Linked DNA regions of Mus musculus: all the other regions are linked to region 2. A link is a contact called in public HiChIP or PLAC-seq, Micro-C and promoter capture Hi-C data. All regions are on one chromosome and are shown on one strand. Each heading gives the region's core, a stretch centred on a gene start, on an enhancer-like site or on the middle of the called end of the contact. The rest is flanking DNA. Distances are from core to core; before and after follow the strand shown.

The links. Promoter capture Hi-C pulls out the DNA fragments that hold promoters and counts their contacts. A called contact is a pair of places that touch in the nucleus more often than the background predicts. HiChIP or PLAC-seq counts read pairs in DNA pulled down with a chosen protein or histone mark.
Region 1: a contact with region 2 is called in a promoter capture Hi-C map of embryonic stem cells, with 2.8 times the contacts expected there. The contact joins the promoter of F2rl1 here to the promoter of Iqgap2 in region 2. A contact is called at or near these places in 4 of 39 promoter capture datasets (cranial neural crest, embryonic stem cells and liver), 3 of 484 Hi-C or Micro-C datasets (CD4 T cells, embryonic stem cells and regulatory T cells), 16 of 115 datasets of contacts at active chromatin or transcription factors (bone marrow-derived macrophages, craniofacial prominence, effector CD8 T cells and 9 more) and 2 of 9 other capture datasets (liver and pancreatic islet).
Region 3: a contact with region 2 is called in an H3K27ac HiChIP or PLAC-seq map of embryonic stem cells, with 2.3 times the contacts expected there. The contact joins the promoter of Crhbp here to the promoter of Iqgap2 in region 2. A contact is called at or near these places in 5 of 39 promoter capture datasets (3T3-L1-derived adipocytes, embryonic stem cells, hematopoietic stem and progenitor cells and 2 more) and 5 of 115 datasets of contacts at active chromatin or transcription factors (embryonic stem cells, memory CD8 T cells and stem cell-derived neural progenitor cells).
Region 4: a Micro-C map of palatal mesenchyme shows a contact between it and region 2, with 1.8 times the contacts expected there. The contact joins the promoter of Poc5 here to the promoter of Iqgap2 in region 2. A contact is called at or near these places in 6 of 39 promoter capture datasets (the HPC-7 cell line, HPC-7-derived erythroid cells, hippocampal neurons and 2 more), 3 of 484 Hi-C or Micro-C datasets (muscle stem cells, palatal mesenchyme and regulatory T cells), 4 of 115 datasets of contacts at active chromatin or transcription factors (acute myeloid leukemia, effector CD8 T cells, embryonic stem cells and 1 more) and 1 of 9 other capture datasets (liver).
Region 5: a contact with region 2 is called in an H3K27ac HiChIP or PLAC-seq map of DN3 thymocytes, with 4 times the contacts expected there. The contact joins the enhancer-like site here to the promoter of Iqgap2 in region 2. A contact is called at or near these places in 4 of 39 promoter capture datasets (embryonic stem cells, liver, neutrophils and 1 more), 13 of 115 datasets of contacts at active chromatin or transcription factors (CD8 T cells, DN3 thymocytes, embryonic hindbrain and 7 more) and 2 of 9 other capture datasets (embryonic stem cells and liver).

What each region holds. Positions count from the first base shown.
Region 1 is chr13:95,523,052-95,527,390 of GRCm38.p6, forward strand. It overlaps F2rl1 (coagulation factor II (thrombin) receptor-like 1), which reads right to left and starts at 2,189. Exons shown (of 2, transcript NM_007974.4): 1 at 1,986-2,189. The coding sequence starts at 2,076.
Region 2 is chr13:95,889,010-95,893,525 of GRCm38.p6, forward strand. Iqgap2 (IQ motif containing GTPase activating protein 2) reads right to left here and starts at 2,913. Exons shown (of 36, transcript NM_027711.1): 1 at 2,655-2,913. The coding sequence starts at 2,700.
Region 3 is chr13:95,443,483-95,448,187 of GRCm38.p6, forward strand. It overlaps Crhbp (corticotropin releasing hormone binding protein), which reads right to left and starts at 1,349. Exons shown (of 7, transcript NM_198408.3): 1 at 1,118-1,349; 2 at 694-787; 3 at 255-412. The coding sequence starts at 1,198.
Region 4 is chr13:96,386,583-96,390,993 of GRCm38.p6, forward strand. Poc5 (POC5 centriolar protein) reads left to right here and starts at 1,712. Exons shown (of 13, transcript NM_026173.3): 1 at 1,712-1,949; 2 at 3,641-3,780.
Region 5 is chr13:95,591,688-95,595,773 of GRCm38.p6, forward strand. No RefSeq gene overlaps it. Among named protein-coding and RNA genes, the nearest start is that of F2r, 25 kb to the right of the region's middle. Within about 2 kb of position 1,709, at least 50 of the 459 cell types and tissues checked have an H3K27ac peak or open chromatin away from gene starts, as enhancers often do. A contact at or near this core is called in CD8 T cells and DN3 thymocytes, where this site is marked.

The sequences.
Region 1 (4,339 bases), core at 939-3,438, 370 kb before region 2:
GATCCAACACCCTCACCCAGATATGAATGCAGGCAAAAACACCAGTGCACATAATTTTTCTAAAATTACATTTTAAAATGTTGTCTAGGTATGGTAGTGCATTCCTGTAATCCCATCATTCAGGAGAACAGACAAAAGTGTTGCAAGTTCAAGGCCAGTGTGGTCAACATAGACAATTTCAGAGCAACCAGGGATACACAATGAGACTAATTCAAAGGAAGAAAAGGAAGACTACAACAAAAAAACAAACACACACCCAAGAAGATCCAGTCTTAAAACTGAAATGGACTGACTGTGTGACTAGGAAAATAGCAACGGTCCAGCACTTGCCCAGCCTGTGCAAAGCCCTAGGTTGGATGCCCAGCATGGCAAGAAATCAAGAAACAAAATATGGAGATGGAAGAGGGGGAGGGGAGCAGGAGAGGGAGACAGTAGTAGTGATTGTGTCTGTGGGAAACTGACTTAAACGTCACATTCGCAATTCAGTGCCCCTCCCCCCAGCTGGGACCCTTTCCGAGAAACAATTTTTTGGGGGTGGAGAAAACCAAGCTCAATCTGCTGTTTAACAGGCCAAGGAGCACGCAGAAAGACCAGACCTAAGCGGCATGAGCAAAGAAGGCAAGCAAGGTGCCCCGTGTCCTAACCAAAATTAATTTAATTACAATGGGGGGGGGGGGACGGACCCAATACCTCCCGGTATCTAAAGTCTCTGTTACTAGACTAACTCTTTAGGAAAGTTACCGGCAATGGAGCATAATTATGCAGAGAGAAAAGCCAAGTTGGGATATTAAGTAGCTCGGGTTAACAAGTAACCCAATTTTTTTGTTGTTGTTGTTAAAATCAAGTTCACCACGTACGCTAGGAACCTCTACCTCCCAATCTCCTCACTCTGAAAACAGAGGAAGCCGACTAATCAGGGTATGCTTCCTATACTAGGTAAATCACGAAAGTAATCACCTCCAACCACTTTTTTTTTAAGTTTGCACACACTTTGTTCCTGAGTTTTTAAATTTCTAACTTTAAATGACAGGCAAACGGAGAGGGGTTGGACGCTCTTCTACAACTTAACGACAAAGTAAAAGTGAGAAATAGCCTTTAAGACTACAGCAAGTTTAGAACGGAAACGCCAGGCCGGGTTTTGCAATAGCGCTATCACTGGTAGCAAACACCCCCCCACCCCACCCTACAGCCTACAGAGGTCTCCGTGGCTTCTAGAAGGGCCAGTTCGAGCTCACCAGGAGCTGCAACGCCCAAGCCGGCAGCGGGCCAGAGGAGCACCGCCCCGAACCGCTTTCCTGCAGTTCGGTTCCTTGGGCATGGCAGCCTCAGAGAGAGACCTGGGTGGCTGCCAGTGTTCGCTCCCGGCGGCGGGAAGGTCTCGAAATCTCTAGGCTGGAGATTTCACCTGGTAAGGGTCCGAAAGGGCCCCTTCTACCACCACGTGACATTCAAACCGCCTGAGTCCCGTGCCCAGCGCATCCACTGCGATGCCAGGTACCGTAGCCCCGAGTGGGTCTTGAACACTGTGGTTCAACCCGCAAAGAAAGGGTTCAGTGAGTGGGTGGGTGCGAGTGTAAAACTCGAGGTGGGAACTTCCCAGGGCACGGGCTCCCACTCACTCCACCCATACGTGAGCCATCAAACTGCTATAATCCGGGGGTCTAGTAAGACCCTATAGGACGTAGTTCGCAGGGTCCGCGAAAACCAATTACTGACTCAGTGTTTGTAAAGGAACGACCGCAGGGAGGGGAGGCTGAGTCCTGCGGGCGCTCCTTCCTTATCTCCCCGAACCACGTCGACGAGTAGAGATTGGAAGTGCCCAGACCAGGATTGTTTCTAGCGCGTCTTTGGTGGCACTTAGGTGTCCCGGCTGATTGGTCCTGGTTAGGGACCCCCATCAAAGCTACAGAGAGTGTCCAGGGGGTGTGCCCGCCTTCCCCGATTCCCCCACCAGCCCAGAGCGTTCCTTCGCCGCTCGAGCTCACCCGGTGCAAGGTTCTCGGTCCGGCTGCAGGAGACCGAGGCCGCCAGAAGGGTGATACCTCCCAGCAGCCACGCCAGGCTGAGACTTCGCATCCCCGGACGTGGGGCGGGCGGGCAATCCGCCACCAGTGGTTCGAAACTCGGAGCCCTACTCTGAGCACAGGGTCCCTTCCCTTAACACGAGCTTCACTGAGCCTTCCTGGGGCGGGACCTGTTTCAGTGAAACCGGAGCCCCTAGACGCACCTGCGGAAGACCACGCCCCCAGGAGACCACGCCCCCTCGAACGTCCTACGCAGGCCACACCCCGGGCCACCTGGCCCAGCACAGCCTGACCGTAGCTCCCGTGTGCTGGCCAGCGTCCACTTGGCTGCTGGAGTCGCCTGCGGGTGAGGCTGGACCGGTGAGGTGGCTACATTGGAATGCAAATGACAGGAAGGTTGGGACCCAGGGTTTTAGAGCCTGGGCGATGTCCAAAACTATCTTTAACCTTTAATTACTTCAGAGAACCAGTGAGGTCATCCTGTGAATGTTAGAAAGTCTATGCTAGTTGCCTTTGTCTTCAGTAATTGGTGTGGAAGGCTTTGTGGTGTAATGGGCAGTGCGGGACCGATATGAAAGGGGTTCTTGTTGGTTATTGTTTTGTTGATTGTTGTCTTGGTTTGCCTTTTTGCGAAAGCTTTCTTTCCCTACTACCCACCTGACTTCAAACTTGTGACGATTCTCCAGCCTCGACCTCCTAAGTGCTGGGGTGCCAGGATTGTTCCACCAGTTCTGGGATTAACTCATCTGTTATCCAGTGTCATTAAACAAACCTGGATGTGTGGGAAGCACTAACCGCCAATGGTTCAGTACTGTTAGCTTGTCTAATGCCCTCAGCACTGTATGTGCCCGCTCCATCTGTCTTCCCATTTTACAGAATAGGAGATGGAACTTAGAATGTTTGCTGCCTCTGGGGTTACACAGTTCTTTGGCACAGTTTGTAAATGTCCAAGCTCAAGTCTATGACTGAAATTTGTCCACAACTTGTTGCTCTATACCTGATTCCACTCGGGTCTCTTCTGCATCGTGATCCCATGTTCCAAAGAAATATATAAGCATGGGTTGGGGTGTGTAGCTTGGTAGTAGAGCACATGCTTAGCATGTCCAAGGACCAGAGTGAATCTCCCCCACAGAGACAGAGGCAGGAGCATAAAGAATTGGAGACCATTTGGGCTACATAGTAGAACCCTATCTTAAAAATAAATTAAAACTAGGACAATAAGTCAGACTTTACTGTTGTTCAAGAAAACTGTGGTTTGAATTACAGAGAAGATACTGGAAGGATTCATAAACGGAAGAGACTCGGATGAGCCCAAAGCAGGTGTCTCCACGGAGAGGGGATTTCAATGTAGGAAGGGCTGGCTGCAGTCCTGGACAGCTCTGAAATGATGACAGAGTTAGAAGAGAGACCGGAGTTAGCCATTTCTCTCAGGTTTGAGGACATCCACCTGGCATGTTGCAGAGGGGTTCCACTCCAGAGGGAAGGGTCAGGCAGTCACTGTTGATAGTTATTAATATCTGCGCAGCCTTGAGCCAAGTGGTCACCGCCATGTCCCATAAGTGTGTAGAATGCAGCTTCCATCTGATGCAAGATCTGGGTCACACCTCAACATGCCTGATGGATGGTTAGTCTTCTGCCTGTTCATTCTGCCCCAACGGGATCACACACAGCCAGAAATCAAAGGAAGAGAAGCAAATGGTCCTGAATAGGCCATGAAAATAGAATGCTTCCTTTCTAGATAACAGAAATGGACAGGTAATGGACACGGACACACACTCAAGAGTGGTCAGAAAAAGCAGCCCAAGGGTTGAGACAATTCTCTTTAATGGAACATCTCTGGAGGGGTCTCCCGTGGCTGTGTCTCAAAGAAGTTCTTTGGGAATGTGAATGGAACTTAGCTTTTTCCTTTGTGTAGCCTTGGGTGTGGTCTGGCTTCTCTCCTTCTGTGCCTCTATAACCTTGGATAAACTATTCACACTATGTTTTGATTTCTCACTTATGGAAATGGGATTAGCATTTTGTCTATTTAAAGACACCTAGGGATAAAACGAGGTTCTGATATGAAGTAGAACAAAAATCTTTCCTTTCTCTCAGGAGTACCTGCCCCACCGCCTGTACCACAGCTTTCAGGGTGTGGCTCCAGGACCCTCCCTTCAGAAAATTGACTTCTAAAAGCACAGAGTGTAATCTAACCTAAACATTCCTTATGTCAATCAATAGGTGAAAGCGGCCAGGCGGTGGTGGCACACACCTTTAGTCCCAGAACTTGGGAGGCAGAGGCTGTTGGAATTCTGAGTTTGAGACCAGCCAGGTCT
Region 2 (4,516 bases), core at 1,663-4,162:
CTACTGTGGAGAGGCCACTGACAAACCCTCCAGCACAACTTAGGAGTTGGCGTTTTTTGTTTTTTGTTTTTGTTTTTGTTTTTGTTTTGTTTTGTTTTTTTGTTTTTTTACAGATGCTTACCCTGAAGGGGAGTTAGGAGACCCCGGGCAGGTTAGTTTAGTTGCACTGTGTAAGAATTACTGACTATAAAAACAGTTCAAGTGGGTAGAAAGCAGAAAAGTCCACACTTGAAACAAGTAAAACAGCTTAATCCAAACCACTAGAAGGTTGTTATTCCAACAGAGTTTACAACAGTCTGGAAAACTTGGGAGAGTTAACGCTGGAAGTTTCCTGAACTCACCTGCTTAGCAAACCAGTAACCAGGCCAAAAAAAAAAAAAAAAAAAAAAAAAGGCATGCCCTATAATACAAGGTGAGGACAACCCTGTCGTCCTTCCTGACAAAGCGCCCCAAAAAACCAGCAACTCATATAGTTAAAGAACTTGGTAGTGTCTATTAAGATCAAGGTGTGTTCTGCTAGACGTCCTGTGTGTATGTGTGGACCTGTGGAGGTCGGATGATAACCTCGAGGAGTCAGCTCTCTCCATCCGCCATGTGGGGCCTTGGAGTTGAACTCAGGTTGTCAGGCTTGGCAGCAGCATCTGCACTGGCTGAGCCATCTTACCAGCTCTAGATAGCTTTTTAAAAAAAAAAACTCGCTGTACACATATTCTCGATATGAACGCGGTATCAAAAGTATTATTAAAATGTTCATTTAAACGGTAATAGCCAGCTATAATATTAAACGTTTCATATTTCACATATCCATATATTCCAGTATGGATAACACATAAGCACATATTCCCCATTTTAACCGTGTTGAATCAATGGAGAACGGGATTGGCTAAGCCCAAGGAAGCTAAGTGACTCCAACAACAGCACCCCGCCCTGCCACTCCAGATCAGCGCAGAAACTTAGAGGAAGATTTCTCAGGAATGTGGCTCATTCAGCAGAGCAGGCGTCAGGCTTGCCAAATCAATGCCTCCTTGATTAGTCTTCTAAGGCACGCTGCAGAGACAGGCTGGTTCAATAAAAATCAGGCATCATATCAGATGCCCATGCAGGGGCTAATGGAAATGCTGCATTCCTGATCCACATTCATCCCCTTCACATTGTGCATAAAACGGGGATAACGCAGACCGTGTGATGTCAAACCATCTTGTAATGTGTGCTCGCCTAGTTACAGATCTTTTAGTCATCTTAACAGCGCAACACGGTGAAGTCACCCTCTGTCCCAAGAGCTTGTCACAGGAAAGGACTCCCAAAGACCTGAGGTTGACACTGCAAGCACCAGATGAGCACAGGGCTCCTCCTCCAGCCCCAGGAGCTCTCTGAGTGGTTTATCCACTGCAAACTGGGCAGGCTGCAAGCAAAATGCTGGGTGGCTGAATGCATTTTCTCACTTTACAGAAACTGCAGCTGGCTCCTTGCTGTCACAAGGAAAAAACAAACCTCTCACCTCTGACAGTCCCTTCCAAGACTGGGATGTGTGTGTGTGTGTGTGTGTGTGTGTGTGTGTGTGTGTGTGTGTGTGTGTGTGTGTGTGTGTGTGTGAGAGAGAGAGAGAGAGAGAGAGAGAGAGAGAGAGAGAGAGAGAGAGAGAGACTGACTGACTGACTTAGGGAAGTTGGCGACCCTCTTCCAAAAATTTCATCCGTGCTCCTACCAAACACCACAAACCACATGAACACACTAACTCTGTTGCAGTTGTCACCACCTTAACCTAAACCTGGTACTGCGTCTAACAAGACCAGTCCAAGCAAAAGATTAACCCATGGTTCGTGGCCATGCGTTTGTCGACAGGGCCAACCCGGGAGAAGAAGCCAGCGTTCTGTTTGTTTTAAAGGAAATACTTCCTAGCGCATATTTAGGACTCTGAACTCTGCACAAGGGGCCACGTGGTTGGCGATAATCTGGCTCCCTCTTGTTAGTCAAAGCCACCTCTTTCCGCCGCCGGCAGCCCGGGGCTGGGTAACCGACACCGTCACTTTCAATCAGACCGGCTCAGAGTCTGTCCTTACAGAAATCCTCCCGCGCAGGAGATCGGGGGCGGGGAGAGCCACCGGGAAAGTGGCTGGGGGCGGTACGTGTCCCTGGAGGCCTTGGCTGGAAGGGCCTCACACCTGTGGGGCCTAAGTGGCTCTAGCTGCTCAGGTGAGGCCCAAAAGAGACTAGTAGGAGAAGCCTGCCCTTCCAGGAAAGTGCCTTCACCTCTCGCAGAGCGCGCGGGCACAGGAGCTGCGCTGCCCACCTGTAGCGACAGCAAACAAACTTTCCGCCCCTTTTGGGTGGGAAGCATCGGATCCCCTACGCCACCCTCTGGCTCGAGCCGGCAGCGCCCAAAGCAAGGCGGGCTCCTCACCTGATACCCCTAAACCACAACCTGATCTGCACCAGAGCTGCTGAGGCTTGCGAGGTGGAGGGACTTAGCTGGAAGCTGCAATTAGGAATTTGGAAGAAAGGGGCTTGGAAATCCGCGCCCTGCTCCTTTGCAATTCCAATTCTCAACTTTGCCAGCCGCTGCCCTCCGCAGCGCGCCCTCAAGCCCCTCGGCCTCCCCAACGCCGTCCCAGGGAGAGGGGCGCCCCGAGATCAACGGGAGCCCGAACACTCACAGCCGTAGCGGGGCCGTTGCAACGACGGCAGCTCTTCGTGCGGCATCCTGCGCTGCTCTGGGGGCCCTCCCGGGGAGCGCCCCCCGTGGTTTCCCTCGCTGGCCAGGCTCGCGGGCTCCGCGCCCGGCGGGCGCGCTCCGATCCCACCTCTGGGCTGCCCTCGCCCGGCTTCTCGGAGCTGACCGCTCCGCTCCCTCGGTGCTCCTTCACTCGCGCCTGCGGCGGCCGCGTCTCGCTGACACCGGGGCAAAAGTGAACTATCTCCTCCCTCGCTCGCTCGCTCGTTCGCCCGCCCGCCCGCCCGCCCGCCCGCGGGCCGTACCGCCTCCCCCAGCAGGTTTCCTTTCTCCTCCCGCCCGGCCCCGTTATTCACCGCGGTGGGAGCGCGCCGCCGTGCAGCGACCCCTACTGGCCGCACAGCGCAGCGCCCGGTTGCGAGGACCCGCCTCCCGCGAGAGGAAGGGGCTGAGAGGCACCCTGGACCCCTGCAGCTGGAGCCCAGCGCACAGATGGAGGGCGACTTGGAGCATCCGGAGGGTGGAAGTGAACCAGCGCAGGGAAGAGCAAGAAAAACCACAGCAGACCACAGGCACCCAGTTCGCCTGGGTGTTGCTCAGTGACTGAGAGACAAACATTGCAGTTCCTTTTCCTCTAGAGAGATTGCACGGGGACAACCCTCACACACTCACCTCCCCACCCCACCCCCGAGCCCCGCGAGCGCCTGCTTCTCGCATTTAGGGGTATAAACGAAAGTTGTTTATGACTTTTGGCTTACGAGACACAGGATTCCCCTTTCTTGACAAGAAACGGTAAGGGTGAGCTCGTGCGCGGGCTGCAGGAGCAAGATTAACAGCCTCCAAACAACACTCAGAACACAACTGCCAGTCATCCGCCCACCCCTCTGCCAGCCCGCCCCCAATGTGCAAAACTGTCGCTCAGGCCCAGCCGGGGTCGCACAACCACAAACCCCTTTCCGGCTCAGCTTTTGAGACAGAAACCACAAGTAGCTGTTTTAAAAGCACGGTTTTCATGCGGTTGCTTGGAGCCTGGAGGAATGTGGGAGCCCCCCCCCCCCAAACATGGGCCACTGCTTTTTCACAAACGTGGGGCATGTGGGTGATCACATGACTGAAAAAAAATCATCAAAAGAGAGGGTCATAAGAGATGATTTAGCCGAAGAAAGGTGGTCTAGCGACACTAGTCACCTTTAATTAAGCAAATCTACAGAGAGCAGCCAGCTGCTTTCTGGGAGACACAATGAACTCTTGAAACTTGAAATTCAGACTCTTGGACCCCGCCCCGCCTCCAGTTCCGTTGGTCTGAGTTGAGGCTCATGAACTTGCGTTTCTCACAAGTGGTCAGTGAAGCTGAAGTTGTGCCAGCCTATGAGTTAGGTGCACAGGAAGAGGGAAGTCTCATCAGATGAGAGCGAGAGGATTCCCCACCCCCACCCCTAGAGACATTGGATTCTCACCCTGTTGGAATGGGATGAAAGGGATTTTCCTCCCCACAAAAGTAGATGCTTCTAATGCTATGGCCACAGGTCAGCAATACTCATCCTGTGACCAGCCTGTCAGCCAGGCTTCTTCCATGTCTCAGAGACGCCATGTTGGACTCTAAAACGCACTGCGTATTCTGTGCATCAAAGATGAACTCCTCACACATCAGTTCTCAGGATGAACACCAGGATGCAGGGCCTCAAGAAGTAGATGGTCTATGTGAGGAGAGGTGGGAGGAAATCGCTGTAAACCACAATGGCCTGAGAAGGTGGTATGATTTCAAAGTGTGGTGTCAGGTGGAGTTTGAAAATAGGCAAGAGTTGGGTGGAGAACATCCTATCCTAAGAGACAGGCAAGGATGGG
Region 3 (4,705 bases), core at 99-2,598, 450 kb before region 2:
AGCGTCTCACACTGCAAGTTCAAGTGCTAGGAAGTTCCCAGGAGTTGGGGAGAGCACAGAAGGGAAATTAAACCATCGACGTCCAGGGGCGCTAGACCTGCAGCGTTTGGCGCTAGACCCTTCCTAGGAATCCAGCCTCCGGGGCTCTCCCAGGGAGTTTCTGAGACTCGAGCACTTAGAGGTTTAGTTGTCCCCCACATGGACGCGCTTAGGGGAACGTGGGCTGGGGCCGCGAGTAGTGGGGACCCCCTCACCTTCAGGAAATCCCCGCCTTGGCAGTCGATGGAGACCAGGTCATAGTGGATGGTGATGAATTCCTCGGGTTCGCCGATGAAGAAGGCGGCGCAGTGCAGCTGCGGCCGGTCTGCGGTGAAGGTGAACTGGCCAGGGAGGCTCAGCATGTCCAGGCACCCTGGGAGAGAGCATGGAGCCCGGGGTTCCCAGCTGTCTTGGGAAGCTGCTCTCAGCGCGCCCCATTCCCCGGCTCCGCAGCGCGCCCCAACCTGGAGCTCCCAGCTTAGGCTGCACTGGGTTCCCTCGCTCTGGCTTGGAAGGAGCCGCGTGGATGCTGCAACCCAGGGGTCCCAGCCAGCCCCCCCCCCCCCGCCCCGACCAGATATCCTGCAAGCCTGTGTCCTAGGTTCTTAGCCTCCCGCCTCCCGGGCACCCACACACTGGACAGCCCCAACTCACGCAGAGCCCGTCGGTACGGCTGCTCCTCTGCCAGGTCCCGCTTCAGATTGGCACTGAAGAGCAGGAGAGGGTCGTAGACCGCGGCTTCTTGCACCTGGAGAGGAAAGTGGATCGTCTGGAAAAGTTCAGGGGGAGGGAAAGAAAGCGAAGCAGGAGCAGGGAGCCCTTTTTGCAGCTCAGAGAAGCAAATGGGGCAGGGGGCAGTGGGGCATGTCTCCTGAGTTCAGAGTTTATGCGTGAGTCGAAGACTATTTCCACCAGATTAGGGTACCCAGCCCAGAGAAAGGCAGGCAGTTAGGATGCTCAGGGGCACGGAGAAAGCTGTCTAGGTGAACCAGGGAGAAAGGATCAAAAGTTGGTCTGCTGTCCCTGGCTAAATACTCAAGGGATAGAAAGGTGTTAAGCTCGAGAAAGGATGGCTCACCTCTAGGTAGCGGCTCTCTCCCCTTAGAGCTGTCAGGAGGATCAGAATGAAGTGACATTGGAGTTTGAAGTTCGGTGACATGCTGGCCTTGTGTCTGCAGCTGGAGTGCTCTGCTGCGGAGATCTTAGGCGTTTCTTCCCACACCTTCGCCCACACTGAGAGCTCAAAGCAGCGAGGGTCCCTTTGCTGGGTCTCTTTTATAGAGCAGTAGAGGGGAGGCTCTCTGCCCCTTAACTGATCTGAGCTTAGTTACCATGGGTTACCCTGCCTCGGTGACAAAATGCGTGGCAATGACGAGGGTCCAGCTCTCAGCCACAAATATTTCAGCATGGCCCCGCATTATTCATCAAGAGTGACACTTCAGTCACGAGGACCTAGTGACCTGAACGCATAGCCGAAAGAATGAGGCAGAGGCAGAGAGATTCGGGGAGAGCCTTTCACTTGGCCTGTAAAACGTTACATTATATTCATTATACATATCTGGGGAACTTTTGGTTTTATAAAAGCAAATGACAGACATGTCAGACACATATGACCTCCTCATGGGGCCTAGCCATATAACTGTGGATGGGACTCTGATGGGAATGGCCAGAGCGTAGTATCAGTACGGCTATCATTCCCCTCCAGAAGAAATATGAGGTGGTTTCAGCCTCAAAACTTTGACAGAGCCTGATTTTATAGAATATTGCAGAAATAAAATCCGGGCTTCCTGTCCCTTGCTTTATCCCGATCCCGCTTCTTATCGGCCTTTCCTTAATGAAGAGCAAGAATCTGCAGACTTCTGGATGTCAGAGGGGCTGTCCCTGATCTGTACGTTTCCGGTGCTCTGGACACCTGGGCAGTGCTCTGTAGCCAGGACTTCGGCCTCAATGAACCACTGAGAGAAAGTCGCTCTACGCCGTTCCTCCCAGCACCTGCGTTACTCTGACTCACCCGAGGGAAACGTGCTGACGCTTCCACAACTCACACACAGCTCCCGTGGAACGAGAGGGAATCCACACAGGAGTGGTGTGTAAGCTCACTTTTGCCGATTTGGCAGAAGACCATGGCTTCTGCTTTTGTCCAGAGCTGGGGACAGTATAGAGACAGCCCCTCCAGTTTTCCCCACCCCTTCAAAACAGGCAGTAAACACTGCTAGAAAACTCGAACTCAAGACCACAGCGTAAGGTTTTAAGGAAAGAAAAAGGATTACATTTGTGGCGAAAACACTTGAAAGAAACAGAAATCTGTTAGGATTCTGTCAGGATGTCAGAATTGGTTGTTTTCCTATTTGAGACAACACTGAGATCTGCAGGGGTGGGTCTCAGGGTTTACACCAGGGGGGTCTTCCTTTTCCTGATCTAATGCTATAAACAGTCCTTAGACCAGACCACAGAGCAGAAAGAACACACCAAGTTCATGAGCCCTGGCACCACGCCCTTCTCTGCATCCTCCACTGTTTAGGCATCTGAATTTCAGACAGGGATAGGGAACACTGAGGGGAATGAAAGGAAAGAATTTAATAGCTTAACATCGCCTGCCTGCCTGCCTGCCTGCCTGCCTTACAGGCATCCAGCCATCTCCAGGACTATCTCCCTAGAGAGATTTTCAGGCACGTTCACCTGGCATACCATGATCTACCCTCCTCTCTCATCCGCGCAGACCAGGCTTTGGCCAGCCCAGGGCTCACCCCGACACTTACGTCCAGCCCAATACCGTCTTTTCCACTTTGGGGGTTTGGCACCTGTGTCACCTCAGCTCCAAGTTACTTGTGAACATTATCAAGACCATCTTGTTTTCTGGCCCACCCCTTCACATACATACCTACCCCCACCCTACCCCCACCCTACCCCCACCTCTGCCAGCACAGGGACAGCGATGTTCTCTGCATGCTTGCGTGCAAACAAGCAAGCCCAGAAACAAATAAATAGGTTTTAAAAAAAGGTTTTAAAGAAACAAGATGAAGCTAGTCTTAGTGGCATGTGACTGTAATGGCAGCACTGAGGAGGCAGAGAGAGGATAAGAGAGGGGAGGGGAGGGGAGGGGAGGGGGAGGGGGAGGGGAGAGAGAGAAAACGAACCATGGAATAAGGCTTACGATAGCCCAAATCAATAAAACTGCTTGCTTTCACAGAGACTTGTTGTTTGATTTGGTTGCTATTTATTTTCTTGTAGTGAGAAAATGGCATGAGTTCTAGTTCCTGACAGGCATTTCAGCAAGGACACAGTACAGATTGTAGGGATGGTGCTAGCCTGCTGATTCTAGAGCTTATCCACCCTGCACATCTGGAATTTCACCTGTGTAGATGAACAATTCCACCCCCGACTCAACCTCTGGCATCCATTGCTCTCCCTTCTGCTGCTCAAAGGTGGCTCTTTTTTTTTTAGAAACTTCGGATAAGTAGAACTCTCAGTACTCAAGAGGGTTGGGAATCACAAGAGTTCCCAACCAGTTTGGGATACATAGCAATAACCTAGTCAGGCATTGGTAGCACATACCTTTAATCCAAGCACTTGGGAGGAAGACATGGGATCTCTGTGAATTCGAAGCCAGCCAGGTCTAACATAGCGGATGAGTTCCAGAAAAGCCAGGGCTATGTAGAGAGCTCTTGGCTCAAAAGCAAAAATAATAAACAAAGAACCCGCCAGAATCCTGCAGTATTTGCCATCTATGACTGGCTTATTTCAGTTGAGGCTCATCTAGATTTAGTATGCAATGGGACTTCCTTCCCCTTTCTTCATAAAAGCCATCTCGACACACAACAGGTGCGAAGTCAAGGCTCACTGAGCCTTTCCTTGCTTTTTTCGGTGATATTGATCATCTTTTTGTATAATTATTGGTCATTGATGTGCATTCTTTGGGAAAATGTCTCTTCAAATCTCAAATCTGAGCTGGGTCTGCATGCTTTTAGTCCCAGGACTCAGGAGGCAAGGAACAGTTGATCTCTGAGTTCAAGGCCAGCCTAATCCACGGGGTAAGTTCCAGAATAGTCAGGACTATACAGAGAAACTCTGTCTCAAAAAAATAACAGCAACAAAATCCCGAGCCTATTGGATATTAGGTTTTTGTTTGCTCTGCCTTATAGAATTTCTCATATATTGTAGTGATCAATGCATTATCAGCAGAACAGTTGTGTATTTTATAGCATCCAATGGTTTACTATTTTCCAGGATTGATTGAGTCTCTTACTGTGCATAAACTTTTAAATTTCATTCGGCACCCATGGCTTATCTTATTTCTACTTTTGTTGCCTGTGTTTTTTGTTGTCACAGTTATGAAATCATTGTAAAGGTCAATATTGTAAATCTTTTCCCATTTTTCTGGTAGTTTTACAGTTTAATAGCTTCCATTTAAGTTATTGATCCATTTTTAGTTTATTTTGGTGAATGATGTAGCATAAGACTTCAAGTTCATTCTTGTGTGTGTGGACATCTGGTCTTCCCAATACCATGCATTACCAGGACCTTGTGTGGGAGCCCTAGAGTCAACCCATAAACCACATGAACACCAATTTCAGCTAAGCAGGAATGGCTTACTGAACGCACATCCCCAAGACCGATCGACCAGGGCAACAGCTCAAAGCTGGACATCTCTCAGGGACAGCTTATA
Region 4 (4,411 bases), core at 462-2,961, 500 kb after region 2:
CCCACCCTCTCACATGTTCCCAGCTGGCCTCTCTCCTCTTCTCCTCTTCCCCTCTTCCTCTCTCCTCTCTCTGTTCCCCTTTCTCTGCCTCTACCCCCTCCCCCAGGTCCCAAATAAACTCCCTTTTATACTTGGCCTGTCACATGGGTTGGTTGTTCTGGGGGACACCTTGGCAGGGCCCGTTGAAATGCTCCCTTCCACCACCCCTGCCACCACCTCTGCCACCACCACCCCTGCTCCTTTTATAAAACACAACAGGGTCACCATGTAGTATTCAACTGAACAACAATTATTAGAACGAAGTATAAAATTATTTCTAGTGGTAGTAATTTGTCTTTTAAAATAAGCTTAGGGGAGGAAATCAACACAGCTAATGCCAACAAAAATTTTTTGTGATCTTCTTCGTTATCATTCAAATATAAGAGCCAGTGAAATGGCTCAATGGGTAAAAGCACTTACCACCAAGCCTTATGACCTGCGTTCAACCCCCAAGTCAGGTCACACGTGGTGAAAATAGAGACTATTTCCCCTCACCACACACACACACACACACACACACACACACACACACACAGAGAGAGAGAGAGAGAGAGAGAGAGAGAGAGAGAGAGAGAGCATAACTTTTAAAAGATAATAAAAGTCTAACTCTTGACAAACAGAAGTAGGTGAGGCTGCAGCTGTGCCACTTCCGTATACAGAAAAAAGAAAGTGACATCATGTAGGTTACAAAAGGGGTGGGGGGGATCGAACAGATTATTCTTTTCTAGTCTGGGGTCCGAAATGTCTGTTTTAATATATTAACTCATTTTATCTCCCTAGACCGTATTATGTGGGTAGCATTACCGAAGGTGTTAATGAGTACTTACTAAAGCCAAGTTTTAAGTTGTAATTGTGTTCTGTCTTTTAAGGTCGCGATATTCCACCAAAAGTTTCTGTTTGCAGCTTACAGCAGTTAGGTCATCAGTAAAACTTAGGCTGGTTAGACTCAGTCATGTTGGTTTAAAGTAGCTGCCAAGGGCTACTTTGGGAATTATCTGTTGGGTCTGTGATAGTAAACAATTTTACAGTATTAAATTACGTTGCTATGGATTTAGAAGTGAATTACACTGGATTCTCCCTGTTTAGCCTTCTGTATTTTATTTTAGCTGAGATGTCACCAAAGTTAGGATCTATGTTTAAATTTTTGAATACCCCACACAGAATAAACCAAGGGAAATGCCCTGGAGTTGCAAGTCAAAAACAAACAAACAAGCAAACAAAAAACAAAAAACTTAGGCTGGCAGTTTGTTATACCCTCATCCTCATAATTACATTATTCGTTAAACTCCCTAACCCAAAACTAAAGAAATCAATAGAGGGCATCGGACATTTGTGTTTTTAAGAGAGCAGCTGCCGGGCCAGTGGCCTTGCGGCCTGTTATCTGTGCATGAAACGAAATCTCGAGGCTTTATGCCTATGTCATCCTCATTGTTGAAAATAAACAGCACTCAGCTTTCACAGATTTGCGAAGATAATTAAATTTGTCTGCAGTGCCGCCCCGTAGTAGTCCTCAGGCACAGAGCAGCACCGAGCATGCGCTCTGTTCTGGGAACTCTGGGCCGGCTTTTGCCTGTAAATCTCCTACTTCCGGCTTGTCCCGCGGAGATACCTTGGGCTCCGCCCACTTACCACGGACCAATCAAGTTTAAGATTGCTGAAGCTGTGGACCAATAGTTAGGGCTGTCTTTCATCAGGGCCCTCAGTTTGAAACTGTCAAGTGGCTGCTAGGGGAGCCGCTGTGCTTGCTTTGGTTGCGGCGGCGACGCCGTCTGTCGCAGCGAGTCAGGAGCCGAGGTTTCGCCGAGACGGTGGATCCCGGTGGCGGCGCCCAGGCCGGTTCCTCCCTGGCAGGATTGGGAGCATCGTCCCTGGAGGTGCCAGAAAGAGAAGACACAAGTGATGCGAACTAAGTAGGTCCTGTTCTTTAGGACGTGGGGACATAGCCAAACAGAACGTTGTTTTTTATTAAGAAAGAATTAGATTTAAATGGGGCCGGATTGGAGGATGGTGAAAGAAAACTTGGAAGGGCCTGGTGCTCGCCCTCTCTTTGCGTGCAGTTAAGACGGGAGAAGTCACCTTGCGGCCAGCTACACGTTGGTTCGTTCTCCGCCTCTTAGAGATTGCGTTTGAATTCCCCGAGTCCGCTTTTCAGTTAAGTTGTACCAGTAGCAAAGAGAAGCATTCAAAGTATCTTGTGGTTTCAGCTTAGGTTAAAGAGTGCCGAGAATGTAGTGGAATGGTGCGTGTCACCCTCTAAAGCACCATTCTTCTGAACCCAGAAACTGAAGAAATGCTACTGTTTTCGTCTCACGTTATTTCTCCTGCCTGTTTGCAAAGAGCAGGGATAAATGGCAGATAACGTATTTTCCAAAAGTCCGATCGCTTTCTGACCGCAATATGTTTTTAAGAAACAATTTTGGCGTCTGATCATACCAGCTCATTTGTTACTAAAATAATCCACAATTCCCAACTCTGGTTGCCTACCAGGTCTGCAAACAAGTCATAAGGGAAAATGTAATTAAAATTAAAACGGATCAAATTACCACAGTGGTTGATTTGAGACTAGTGAAGTGTTCATTCTTCGATGCAGATCCATGCCTATTTTATCTTCCCTGCATGGCTTAATGAAAGACAGTCACAGCTCAGACTTAGTTTACTTATCCTCTGGAACCATACCAATGCTGAATAAAAGAGAAATTCCCTTTGCACAATTCTGGCTGCACCCTGGCTTTCTATTCTGTGGTTTTCCCTGCATCTCTCCCTTCTTCTTCAGTGTCTTTATCTCAATTGTTTTCTTAGCAAACTATAATTGAGGCCTGCTCCAGGGGCAGCTGAAACTGTCACGGGTGTCAAGGCAGCCTCCTGATCTGCATGCTGGGGGCCTTCCTTGCCCCCTTCTGGCCAGTGACCCTCATACTGCTCTCCACACAATTCCGGTGTTCTGGCTGCCTCCCATCTTTCTCCTGACACTTCACTGTTCCTTAAAAGCTAGCAGTTTTAGGTTCCTCTTCTCAGAGCAGTCCTCTGTTAGGATTATGAACTCCTTTGAAATCATGTTTGAATCTAAAAATCCTTCTAGAAAATACATATGTTTATATTCTAAAAGTGTGTGCAGTTGTGTTTGGTCTGCAGGATAGCAGTTCTTTTACCACAATGGGGAATCCCATCCATCCCCATTTCTTTCGTATTACCCCAAGAGGTCAATGCCTCCTCAGTCTAAATCTCCAGCCTATGCTTGTAATACAGGCAAAGGCACATCCTAGCCATTGTGAATTCCAGTGCTCGGAGCTGGGTGCTGAGTAGCCAACGTAGTCACATAACCGCTATCCTTCTGTAACCACAGAATTCAGCAGATTGATTCCCAGATCCTGCAGATGCCTACATCTACAGATGTTCAAGAGAACTATATAAAATGGCATAGTGTAGCCTATGACATATACCACCCTTCACACTTTAAATTATGTCCACTTTACATAGAACCCTAATATAGTATAAATGCTAGGTAAGTTGTTATTGCACAGAATTGTCTAGGGGATGGCGATAAGAAAAGTCTGTGCATGTCAAGACCAATGTGATTTTAAGAAATACTTTTGGCCCACAGATGAGTAAATCCATAGGAGCCCAGGGATACTGACTCCTGCGTGCCCACAAACCCGATGCTCCAGAGGCAACCTCATGCCGGCACAGCTGGTACTGAACTTGCTGACCTTCCAGTTCCATTGTGCTACCGTCCTTGCTTCGGTGAGTAGTAGCATGTTTCATCTAGTTACTCTGGACACAAATCTGAGCACATCAGTAGTCCCCACTTGGATGTTTAAGTGGTCATTGGTCATGAGCCCACATTGTCATCACCGTCGCACAGCTGCCTCAGAGCCACACCTCAGAGCCCTTGCCAAGGCTGCATTCTGGTTTAAGGACCTCATTTTGTCTCCCAGGTTGATACTTAAAAGAACCCTTACTGCTTGGATTCCTACAGCTGGCTCTCGATTGGACTCTATAGTTTTAGAATCCAAATCTGTCCTAAAGCTGCCAGAGTAGTATTTCTTTTTTAAAATGTGATTTTTTGAAAAGCGCAGTGTTCAGAGAGGTAGCTCTGCAGTAAGAGTCTAGCCCCTGACTTGCATAGCTGCAGTGCATTCAACCCTCACCATTGTAAATATGAATAAATAAAAAACAAGGTTGGCCACATCCGTTGTTTCAGACATTTAATGTCTTATGTAAAGATTCAGCCTTTTAATATGAAAGGTTATAATTGTAACTATGCCTTCTTATTTGATTTGTATTCAGCCTAACCAAGCACCCTGATTCTTTTTCACGTACATGCTATGCCTCTGTGCCTTGGCTTACACAGCTCTCCTTTTATCTTGAGTCT
Region 5 (4,086 bases), core at 459-2,958, 300 kb before region 2:
TTGCCAACCCATCCACTTGGCCCCACCTACACTGCCAGCTTTATGGCTTTATCTCCTACTCTGCTTTCCAGGAGCACTTTGTGATCTGAAGCTCTGGAATGCCGATCTTCCTCCCATGTGCAAGGTTAGTCCTCCATCACCCAACATCCTGCCTACAGTCTCTAACTCAGACACCTTCCTGGGGGCCCCTCCCGTGTACCTGGAAGAACACTTGCTTTGGGCTCTCAGAAGCAGATATACTTGGTGACTGAGGAGCGGGTGAGAAAGGTTGGGAGGAAAAGTAGGGCCTGAAAGGCACTGTGCACCCATTCATACCTGCCCATTGAATAGGGCAATGACAGGGCAAAGCTCTCCCCATCAAGAGCTAGTGCACAAACCAAGCTCACTTTAAGCCTATACATCCAGGCTCTTTAAAAGAATATGTACTTATTTATGTAACGTATGTATCACACATGCCATGGCACATGTGTGGAGGTGAGAACACAACCGTAGGGGGTCAGCTTCTCCTTTCACCGGAGGAGAGAACTTACGTCATCAGGCTTGGTGGCAAGAGCATCTACACACTGGACCATCCCATCATCCCTGTAATTTGACTCTTAAATACAAATGTAGTTCGTGGACCTATGGCCTACTCTCTGAGCCCTACCAAGTTCTACCTCTCATTCCTTTTTGTTGGTTGGTTTGTTTGTTTGTTTTGAGACAGGGTTTCTCTGTGTAGCTCTGGCTGTCCTGGAACTCACTCTGTAGACCAGGCTGGCCTCGAACTCAGAAATCTGCCTTCTTCTACCTCCCAAGTGCTGGGATTAAAGGCATGCGCCACCATCGCCGCCCTGCCTATCTCTCATTCCTATCAGAGAGAAATGCTCCACCCTTCCAATGATTCCTTTCCAACGAGTGGGACTGAATATGCCCGTGTCAAGAAATAAGATATGCCTACATGATTCCGTATGGGAATTCTTGCAAAAAGGTTATTCAAAAAAAAAAAAATAGGAGGATGAGGCTACAGATAGCATCTGAGACAGGGCCATTTTAGGAAGCAAAGCTTACGTATCAAAAGAAGCACAATAGCAACTGAAATTGAGTTAAATCGGAAACAGAGACGAACACAGCTCATGACATTTGCCTTTGCCAGCCTTCTTCCAAGGTCACACTGAGAGCATGATTATTATGACTTTAAAAAGTCAGAGGTTGTGATTGGAACCAGACCACTAACAGCGGTCCCCCAGGCTATGCTGGCACTGCAGGGTGGAAACTTCTCCATCACACCATTTTTTCCCATGACTGGTCATTTTCCGATGAACCTCTGCTGGAGGAAGTGACCTATTTGAGTCTTCCACTAGACTGCCACACTCGGGCTGGTGATGGAGCTCTGTGGTACAGCACTTGCCTGGCGAGTGCAAAGCCCTGGGTTCAGTGATTTCCAGCTTTGACAAAACCGCAAAACAGAACAGAGCAAACCACAACAGGCTTGCAGCGTTGCATTTCCTGTTATACAAATTGGCACTGTTTCGAGGTCTTATCTTTCCCCGATCCTCCGGAGGCGTGTGCTGTCTACTTTGAGTCTGGGTCTCAATTCTTTTGGATACTTTACAATTCTTTTGTTGTTTTTTAAAAAACATATTAAAATAACTGAAAAATCTTAGACACTGGACTGTGTTTTAGCAACAGTGGATGGTAAGCTAAACATTGGTGTTACTAAGATGAGTTTTCAGTCATTCTGTAAGAACATTGCAACAATGGGTTCAAGTCTTCATCCCTTCCTATGGCTTGGTCTAGTGGCTTTGAAATCCTTTCCCTGAAGAGACCTTGTCCAGTTTTATGTCTCCTTGACTCTAGGTGGCCTTGGGTGACCTGTGTCTAGATTGACCAATTGAATATGACTGTGGTAAGGAAGTTATTTTTAATGGTGTGCCCACCCAAGTTGTGTCCTCTTATTTGTGTGTGTGTGTGTGTGTGTGTGTATAGGTGTGTGTATATTTGTATAGGTGGTATATGTGTAGAGTAGGGGTATATTTGTAGGTATGTGTATTTGGATAAGGGTATATCATGTGTGTGTGTTTGTGTAGGGGTGTGTATGAAGGTGTGTGTATTTGTGTAGAGATATGTGTATAGGTGTGTATATATGTCGGTGTGTCTCTGTGTTTGTGTAGAGGTGTATGTGCAGCAGGAGAATGTATGTGTGTGTGTTTGGGTAGGGATATGTATGTAGGTGTGTGTCTATGTATACCATGGCACAGATGTGGAGGTCAGAGAGAGCTCTATTCTTTCCCTTCATCATGTGGACCCCAAGGACTGACCACACTCAGAGTATCAGACTTGGCAGCAAATACCTTGATCCTCTGACCACCTCATGGCTCCTACCTTGTTAAGATAGGATTTCCTTGGCCTGAACCTTACCAAGTAGGCCAGGCTCTCCCCACTGAGCTTACTGACCTCAGCTTCCTCAGCACCGGGAAAACTAGCATACACCACTACACCTTGTGTTGTTTTAAAAAGATGGGTTCTAGGAATGGAACTCATGCCTGAGTGCTTGCCAGAAAAGCATTTTATCAACTGAGCCACATTCCTAGCCCTACTCTTATGCTTGGTGCCTTTGCCATCTCTCTGTGTGGGTGGGTGGGTGTGTGTGTGTGTGGGGGGGTAGTCTGCTTGAGGATGGGAGACATGCAGATCCCTCTTCCCTCATCATCCTGTGGCTGTCCTAACTCAGCTCATGGTCCCGATACAACAGCAGGGCCATTTGTCTGACTTTCCTGGAACCTTAGCAACAAGTGCCTGTCCTATTCTGGGCTGTAGTATGGTTGCTATACCCAGTACCTTTGTCTCTAAAGGAGTTTTAGGACTCAAAGATACAATATAAAAATAAAAGGGCCTATGGTGGCAGAGCTGAAGAGATGACTCAGTTGTCAAGAGCACATGCTACTCTTTTAGGAGACCTGGGTTTGGTTCTTTGTTCTCACTTCGTGTGGTTAATCACTGCCTGTGATGCCAGTGCCAGGGATTCTGATGCCCTTTTCTGGTCTCCATTAGTACCTTCATGCTTATGGTGCAAACACACACACACACACATACACACACACACACACATATATATATATACACATATACACATACACATATACACACACAGACACACACATACACACACAGACACACACATACATACACACACAAACATACACACACAGACATACACACATACACACACATACATACACAGACACACACACAGACACACACATACACACACATACATACACATACATACACACATACACACATACATACACACATACACATACATATATACACATACACACATACATACACACATACACATATACACACAGATATACACACATTCACACACATATACACACACACACATACACACACAGACACACACATACATACACATTCATACACACATACACACACATACACACACAGACATACACACATACACACATACACACACAGACACACACATACATACACATACACACACATACACAGACACACACACAGACACACATACATACACACACATACACAGACACACATACACAGACACACACACAGACACACACATACACACACATACACATACACACACAGACACACATACACACACACACACACACAGAGACACACACACACACACACACAATAAGAGTAAAATAAAATTAAGAAATGGCCTTGAAGAGGGGTTTACCAATTTTCTCAAATGAGGACTTATTTGGATAAATTCATTTTCAGTAAAAGGACTAAATAATTTCTGTAGTTTTCAAAGTCTGGTGTTTTGGGTGAACGATGTTTGCTGTTTGATGAATGAAGAGTTCCAGAAGATAAGCAAGTTGCTTTGTGACGTAAGCCTGAAGCCTTAGTCATGGTTAGGTTCTGGCTGACTGTGGGGAGAGAGTATGACACTAATGTTCCTAGTAGCCGCCGGGACAGATGGAAGCAGCTGTGGCTTCGGAGTCTAGCTCCGAAACGTACTGTGCCTGTTCTTGATGCTGAAGGTCCCAGGCTTCACAAGACTCCATAATTCTGGAAGAATTTTTATAGGTTCTGGATCTCTGTACC